Regions from separate parts of the Sus scrofa genome. Here regions 2 and 3 are each linked to region 1. A link is a contact called in public HiChIP or PLAC-seq data. All regions are on one chromosome and are shown on one strand. The core of a region is the stretch at or near the end of the contact, and the rest is flanking DNA. Distances in the headings are between cores, read along the strand shown. Region 1 holds the start of DDB2 (DNA damage-binding protein 2). Region 2 holds the start of MTCH2 (mitochondrial carrier homolog 2). Region 3 holds the start of NDUFS3 (NADH:ubiquinone oxidoreductase core subunit S3).

The links. HiChIP or PLAC-seq counts read pairs in DNA pulled down with a chosen protein or histone mark.
Region 2: an H3K27ac HiChIP or PLAC-seq map of alveolar macrophages shows a contact between it and region 1. The contact joins the promoter of MTCH2 here to the promoter of DDB2 in region 1. A contact is called at or near these places in 2 of 47 Hi-C or Micro-C datasets (embryonic fibroblasts and liver) and 1 of 2 datasets of contacts at active chromatin or transcription factors (alveolar macrophages).
Region 3: an H3K27ac HiChIP or PLAC-seq map of alveolar macrophages shows a contact between it and region 1. The contact joins the promoter of NDUFS3 here to the promoter of DDB2 in region 1. A contact is called at or near these places in 1 of 47 Hi-C or Micro-C datasets (heart right ventricle) and 1 of 2 datasets of contacts at active chromatin or transcription factors (alveolar macrophages).

Annotation. Positions count from the first base shown.
Region 1 is chr2:15,369,254-15,371,937 of Sscrofa11.1, reverse strand. DDB2 (DNA damage-binding protein 2) reads left to right here and starts at 1,315. Exons shown (of 8, transcript XM_013994357.2): 1 at 1,315-2,684.
Region 2 is chr2:14,981,651-14,984,334 of Sscrofa11.1, reverse strand. It overlaps MTCH2 (mitochondrial carrier homolog 2), which reads right to left and starts at 1,344. Exons shown (of 13, transcript XM_003353877.5): 1 at 1,089-1,344. The coding sequence starts at 1,175.
Region 3 is chr2:15,035,554-15,038,237 of Sscrofa11.1, reverse strand. NDUFS3 (NADH:ubiquinone oxidoreductase core subunit S3) reads left to right here and starts at 1,358. Exons shown (of 7, transcript NM_001243796.1): 1 at 1,358-1,519; 2 at 1,630-1,695. The coding sequence starts at 1,453. It overlaps KBTBD4 (kelch repeat and BTB domain-containing protein 4), which reads right to left and starts at 1,519. Exons shown (of 4, transcript XM_003122803.6): 1 at 1,287-1,519; 2 at 1-387. The coding sequence starts at 1,305.

The DNA of each region.
Region 1 (2,684 bases), core at 66-2,565:
GGGAAAACCTGACATTTCCTTTGTTCATGAATCCAACATGGCCAACTATTACCTCCTTGCCTTTCTGCTCCTTCTGCCTGGAATGCTCTCCCACTCTCCTCTCCCTCGATTTCCCCTCCAGATTAAGCTTAAGTATCACCTTTTCTGAGAAGTCTTCCTTGACACTGTCCCTTCTTTACCCCACTCCAAGCTGAGTTCAAGTGTCCTTTTTCTGTGCCCCCTGCCCCTCCAGAATCCAATGGTTCCTCTCTCACCAAGCTTATAACACTCTACAGTAGCTGTATGTTTATCTATTAAAAGGCACACTTGGAGTTCCCGTCGTGGCGCAGTGGTTAACGAATCCGACTAGGAACCATGAGGTTGCGGGTTCGGTCCCTGCCCTTGCTCAGTGGGTTAACGATCCGGCGTTGCCGTGAGCTGTGGTGTAGGTTGCAGATGCGGCTCGGATCCTGCGTTGCTGTGGCTCTGGCGTAGGCTGGTGGCTACAGCTCCGATTGGACCCCTAGCCTGGGAACCTCCATATGCCGCGGGAGCGGCCCAAGAAATAGCAAAAAGACAAAAAAAATAAATAAATAAATAAAATAAAAGGCACACTCCATGGGGAAAAAAAAGAGTATTTTTTTGGCCACACCCACAACATACCGAAGTTCCCAGGCCAAAGATTGAACCCTTGCCACAGCAGTAACCAGAGCCACAGCAATGACCATGCCAGAACCTTAACCCACTGGGCCACCAGGAAACTCTAGGAAACAAGAGCATGTTTAATTTCAGCTTTCTCTTTGACTGGAATAATGTCAGAGTATGTTTTTGACAGATGTCAGTAGAATGAATTCTCCTGCTTGCCACTATTCAACCACCCCCTTGATCTGGCCTCTCTTACTTTGCACAAATCCTTAATGTGATCAATTTTCTCCTCCTATCCTATTTATAAATTTTAATGCCCCAAGCCAAATTCCACCAGGGACACTCCTGTGGTTGAACTCTAGGTCTACTGCTCATTGCAACAGAACATGCATACCACGGGGAATGGTGGGACATCTCTGTAAGAAGGTATTAGAGGGAGTTCCAGTCATGGCTCAGTGGTAACAAATCTGACTAGTACCCACAAGGAAGCAGATTCGATCCCTGGCCTCGCTCAGTGGGTTGGGGATCCAGCATTGCCATGAGCTGTTGTGTAGTGCTCAGACACGGCTCAGTTCTGGTGTTGCTGTGGCTGTGGTGTAGGCCAGCAGCTACAGCTCCGATCAGACCTCTAGCCTGGGAACTTCCATATGCTGTGGGTGCAGCCTTTAAAAGACAAAAAAAAAAAAAAAAAAGAGTGAAGGTATTAGAAAGAACTTACAGGATTGGTTTGTGTTGGATGGCTTGGATAATAGTTCAAAGAAGTGAAGTTTTGCTCTGGATTGGAGGCCGAAAGGAAACAGGGGTGATCCTATGATTGGGCATCAATAAACCTTATCTATAAGGTGGGGGGAATGAAGCAAAGCCAAAGCTGTGATTAGCAAAGAACCTGCAGTCACTCATTTTAGCTAAATAATAAGGGTCTGTTTGGTCATTTTTTTTGTGGTTTGGACAATGTTCATACTTTTTTCTGTGTGCAGTGATCTTGTTTTTGTGTTGATCTATCATGGTCACAGAATGGCCTTGTCTGTGCTGATGTTTTGTGAAATTGTTTATTTGGACAGAACGTTAAGGCTTAGCTAATAGTACCAGGCCAGCTCCCAGATGCCAGGAGCTGATTTTTCTTTTTCTCATGGTTCTCACACTCATTCCTAACTTTTACCAGTCTGTTTCTTCTCCTAGGATGCTCTTCTCTGCCCCCCTCCCATCCCCAAACTCCACAAAATCCCATTTTCCTTATGAGCTTTTCCTAAATATTCTTTCTCCATTAGATTATATTTTCTGAATGCATCTAAAAGTGTTTGTTGGCTTACAATATAGTACTCAGTTGTGTTCTATCTTGAATTGTTTGACTTGTTTCACATGTATTTTTCCTCTTAGTAGATTGTAAACGTTTTAGCGGAAGGGTCATTAAGGATCCCCCAGAAATGAGCACCCTGCAGAGGTGAAACTAATGGCTGGTCTTAGTAAGTGGGCTGGGGACAACTTGCTTCTGTAACGGAGCTACAGGTCTGCAGAGGAGAAGCCACCAGCGTGCCCTTTCCCCTGGTGGTTGCCATTTCTAACACCTTGTGCTGATTGGAAGAAAGCTTTTTCCAGCTTTTCTTTTGGAGTATTCATTCCTTTCAAGAGATATTTTTGCAACTCTATTCTGTCCCTACCTGTCTGAAAGCTCCTGGAGTGTAGGATCTACCACTAATGCATGTTTGCCTCCTCTCACCCTCCCAAAGCATCTGGCACCAGACTTGGCGGGTGGAAGGAAAGGACCAGCAGTCCGACTAACCCCAGCTTCTGCCTGGCTCGTCGCGGAAAGTGGGGTGCATCCAAACTATCTCCCTGTCGGGCCGGGCGGGACACCTATGAGACTCCCTGCCTTGGCCTTTGGCTGAAATCGTGTGCACAAGGCCTCAGCCCAGTTAGCTGCACGCTGTATAGGCCCATCGTCGCTGTCCCACGCTGCTCTTTGGGCAGACACTCAACAGGTTTGGAGAAACTTTAATTAAAAGCTTTGAGTTTTAACCACTTTCTACAGAGAAGCTGAGATTCGACGGAGCTGGAGACAT
Region 2 (2,684 bases), core at 95-2,594, 390 kb after region 1:
TCTAGACGTCATGATACATTTCAAAGATTTTGTTGTTAATTTAAATAACTTAAGAATAGACTTTTACACATAGATTCTGAATCTACACAAATCAAATCATCAATATTTAATAAATGGAGTCCTCCCTAGTGTGTTGCTTCTTTTTAACAGAAAAGTAGAGGACAGGGGTTCTAAAAACTGCTCCCATCCTTGGTACTATGCATGATGTAATTCCATCAACTCTCTACAAAAAGTGAAAAAAATGAATGACCTGCCTATCACAGGGAAACTTTGAAAGGCAATTGAAAATACTATCTAACAGTTGATATCTGCTGAAACCTGGCATACTTGACTGAGAATATAAAATACCATTTAAGAACTATTGCACAGTAGATTAGAAACTAACATACATACTTAAACTTGCTAAAACTCTTTTAGCTGAACTGATTTCCAGCTCTGACAGATGTGAATTTCACTGTCATGAGCCATATGGGCTGCTGTTGGATCCTTCAGAAATTTGACTCAGCAACCACTTCATTATCACTTCTGAATGAGCTCCTTGTTTCTCTAGGTATCTGGTGCTAAAATCTCAGAAGAGAATAGCAGCAGCTACAGCAGCAAAAAAAAGAAAAGAAAAGCTAACAAAACGTTGGCTCCCCTCTAATTTCAGATTTGTCTTCAAGAGATTTTAAGTCTTGCATTTGGGGCCCAGGAGGAGAGATGAATTCTAATTTCAGAGATGCGGAGAGGGGAGGGTTGGGAAGTCCTTGGCGATGCCCGGCCTGGATCAACCTCAGGTTAGAAAAAACAAAGTTCAGAGAAGCCACTGGGCAGGGCAGGGAAGGACAGGGCAAGGCGGCAGTTGGCTACCGGGAACGGAGAGGGCCTCCCCACTTGACCGCGAGGCGAGATCTCGGGAAGGCCCAGGGCCAGTGGAAGCTCCGCGCGCGGTGGAAGTTGTCCCTGCGGGGAAGGAAGAGGCGGGCAGCAAAGGAGCAGCATCTCGGGAGATTGAAGGCCTGGGATGGTTGAAGCCGGTCCTCAGGCACCGTGGGCAGCGGCGCCTGAATAAGGCGCCTATCGGGGAAGGGAATGGCGAGGACTCATACCTGGATGAGCACCTTCACGTACATGAGCGGCTGGGACAGGATGGTGAGACCGGAGCCCAGGAGCACCTGACTGGCCGCGTCCGCCATGATGGCACCCGCGGACGGACAGACAGACGCAGCCACCAAGCGACCGAGCCGGTCCCAGATCACGTGCCAGGGCCGCCGGCTTCACTGGCCTGCCCGCGGCGCGCGCGCGCACGCACGCAGCGGCGCGCGCCTCTCCGCCCAGTCCCCGCCCACCGCCACGCCCCAAGAAACGGCAGGCGCTCGCGAGCGGGAGCAGGGGTCGGGGCGGGGCTTATGCCCTCCACTAGGAATGGCAGTTTCTCTTGCGCTTGCGCGGGCTGGAAGGGCCCAGGCGAAGAAGAATGGGCGTGGCAATGGGGAGTGACCCTGGCCGCATGGGCAAGGTCAGAGTAATAAAAATAATTGAAAAGGGATCTTCGATATTCTTCGCCTCTGCACTTGCTTTTTTGGCATCAGCAAAGTAAACTCTAAGGACTACTCAGCATCAGAATCATAATCTAGTGGCCAAGAAAAACTAGATAGAATAATGACTCCATCAGGGGGTTGCTATTGGTGCATTCATTCATTCATTCATTCAGTTAATGTTAAAACTTCTCGGAAACACATTTTCTGACCTATATTTAAATTCCCCTCCCCTTTGGGAGTTCCCGTAGTGGCGCAGTGGTTAACGAATCCGACTAGGAACTATGAGGTTACGGGTTCGGTCCCTGCCCTTGCTCGGTGGGTTAACGATCCGGCGTTGCCCTTGCCGTGAGCTGTGGTGTAGGTTGCAGACGTGGCTTGGATTCTGCGTTGCTGTGGCTCTGGCGTAGGCTGGTGGCTACAGCTCCCTAGCCTGGGAACCTCCATAGGCTGCGGGAGCGGCGCAAAAAAAGACAAAAAAAAAATAATAATAATAATAAATTTACCTCCCCTTTATTTCCTACCACATTGTCTTTTAACACTTATCATTGTCTGAAATTTATCTTTTTGTCTCCTCCACCGGAATGTAAACCTCGTGAATTCAGGAGCAGGAACTGCCTTTGTTTCTTACTCAACGCCTGGCACATACTAAATGCTCAATAAATATTTATTGCCTATGTGAGCAATTACTTCAGTGCCTACCAGGCTACATGTTACAGACGCAAAAAGGAAAAGGCATTGTCCTTACTCCTTCAGCTCCAGCACACACATTCTATATCAAACAGCACTTAGGCACTTAGGCAGAGCCTGGCACAGAGAATGAAGCAGGAAAGAAAACTTGCATTTTAGATTCTGGTTCTCCTTTGTATACAAATGATTTGGAAGTCGTTTTATCTTTTGTTTTCAGTTTTTGTGTCTAAATCTAAGGATAACACTACTACCTTCCTCTTGATGTTATTGTTAAGTGAAATCATGCATAGGATAAGATTTTTTTAAACAGTGTATTAAAGGAGTTCCTGTCGTGGTGCAGTGGTTAATGAATCCGACTAGGAACCATGAGGTTCCTGGTTCGATCCCCGGCCTCGCTAAGTGGGTTAGGATCCGCCGTGGCTGTGAGCTGTGGTGTTGGTCACAGACACTGCTTGGATCCCCCTTGCTGTGGCTCTG
Region 3 (2,684 bases), core at 109-2,608, 330 kb after region 1:
AAATTTCCTGCAGCTCCTCAGCTCGAAGTTTCACAGTCCCATGGTAGATATAATCAACCAGGAGCTGGAAAACAGACTCGCTGACATCCTGCAGCACAATTACCCGGTTGTGGGCCTCCTTCAGGTTGGAAGTGAACATGGACCGGAAGAAACAGCTCTGAGCTGAGAGGACCAATCGGTGGAGCTGAAACTCTCGGCCTTCCACTGAAATAGTGACATCAGCAAAGAGCTCTTCCTCCAGACACAGTTTCATGATGCCCTGAGCCACACGGCCTGAGTGTGACCTATCTTTGAAAGTGTAGTTCACAAAGTAGTTCTCATCCATGGATGCTCCAGGCTCCTCCGGTGATTCCATGGTAGTAGCCAACTTCTCTCTCTGCCAGCTGTCTGCAAAATACCACCACCCTGAATAACTTAAGGAAGTCACAACTACAGTCTACGAATCCAACTGTCCAATTCACGGGGGGAGAAGGGGGAAATGAGGGCACAGTGGGCCAGATTAGCCTTAGTTCTAGCCTTGCTAATGATATCTCTAACATTCTCCTTCAACCAAAGCTGGGTTCATTCTCCTGAAATAACATTCCATCCCCAATGAGATAAAAATTTCCTACTCTGGGTGTTTCTCTGAGAAAACACAGAATACTCCTTTTCATGATGCAACAAAAGGCGTGGTATTTAGGTCAACACATGAACGCAAGTGATTGGAGGAAGCCTATGATTTAAAAAACCTGGCAAAAAGGCTTACTAACCAAATAACTATCGAATATAAAACTAATGAGGCTCGGAGCAGCAGAATCCGACAAAAAAGACCCCCTCTTTCCCCTTGCTTGTGATCCATACCTTTTAATACAAGGCTTGGCTTGGGACATGTTAATCCTACATTTGCTCTTTTCTGAGCCTCTCCCTGGCACTTCCCCGCTCGCCCTAATGACTCCCCAAGGCTTCGTCTCAGAACTCGACACGGAACCCAACCATCCCCAGCAAGGGGCCCAAGGAGGCCCATTGCCACGTGCAGTGTCCCCGCTCCACCTGGAGTCGCCTGGGAAACGGTCGCCAGGGAAACCGTTCTTCTCTCCCCCTCCCCCTAGCTTGCCTGCTGGCCCTAATCAAAAGCTTAGCTGGGGGAGCGGAGGAGGGGTATGGAATGTGGAACCCAGATCTCCCGCCCCTTCTCCTCTCACCGGTCCGGTTCTTTAGGATCCTCTCCTTCTCTCCAGCCTCTGTCACAACAAGCTAGGGTCACATTCACCTCACGGTTTCCCCACCCGCGGGCTTCGCTTTCTCACCTGCCTTCCCTCCTTTCATTCCGAAGCCCGGAACCCGGAACCTCTGCTTCCGGCCCCGCGTCCGCCCGGAAGAAGATCCGATGCACACTTCCGCTTCCGGTCCGTGCCCTTGGGGCTCCGTGTCCTGCGGATCTGGCTTCTGCTACCTGGTTTGCAGCCGGGAAACATGGCGGCGGCGGCGGCTGCAAGGGGCTGTTGGCGGGGGCTCGTGGGGCCCGCGGCGGTGGCTAGGGGTGAGCAAGGGCAGCAGGCTGAGGGCCAGGGGGGGAGCGGCGGCGCGTCCAGCGCAGGGAGCCCCCTCAAGCCTCACCCTGCGCTTCAGTGCCTCTATATTCCCGTGCAGTGTCCGGGCGACCCTCGGTGCTTTTGCTGCCTGTGAGGAAGGAAAGCGCTGCGGCCGACACGCGCCGTGAGTATGTGCGAGTCCGGCCCTTATGGGGACTACAGGCGGGGCCCCGTTCATTCCCTTTGTCAGATGTTTGCCCTTGTCCTGGGCTGCCCTTCTCTGCGTCCTCCTGGCAAGTCTCTTCTTGTCCTTGGAGAGCTGACTGCAACGGTCTTCACTCTGCAGGCAGAATCGGGCACCTAGTGCCCTAGAGCCTTTTCTGTTGTGCCCTGTTGCCTTTTGTCCACTTTAGTGATTTTCTTTTTCTCCGATTAAACTGTCAGCTCTTTGAGAGCAGGAAACAAACTTTGGGCTTCAGAGCCTTCTTATTATAATAATAGTTGGCGTTAGTTGAATGCTTGTTGTGCCGGGCACCTCGCTAAGCGATTAATGAATGATCTTATTCATTTCTCCCCACAATCTTACCGGGTGGATAGTATTATGCTTTTCTACTGTAGAGCAGGAAACAGTCCAGAGAAGTAAGTTGCCCAGGGTCACAGCACTAGTGAGAGACAGCAGGCCTGCTCGCTGCCTAAGGCAGAGAACTGGTATTAATACTCTGCAGCCTAGGATGTGTGGTTGCTCAGTGAGGTAGTGTTGTGCGAATGAATATATGGGAATTAGTTACGGTCAACATAAGCCCTGGGAGTAAAAAGACCCATTCTGGGTCTCAGTTTCCTCATTTGTGCAAAAATATAAAAAAATAAAGTTTCAGTGGCTCATTGCTAACGAACCTGACTAGTATCCATGAGAATGCGGGTTTGATGCGTGGCCTCCCTCAGTGGGTTAAGGATCTGGCTTGGCTGTGGCTGTGGCGTAGGCTGGCAGCTGCAGCTCTGATTCAACCCTTAGCTTGGGAACTTCAACATGTCAAGGGTGTGGCCCTAAAAAAGCAAAAAAAAAAAAAAAAAAAAAAAATGGATTTCAGCTAGATAATCTATGAGGGCCCTTCAGCCCTAAGGTTCTTGGCTTGAGAATCTGCTATGAAAGGCAGACACCTCAGCTGCAGTAAT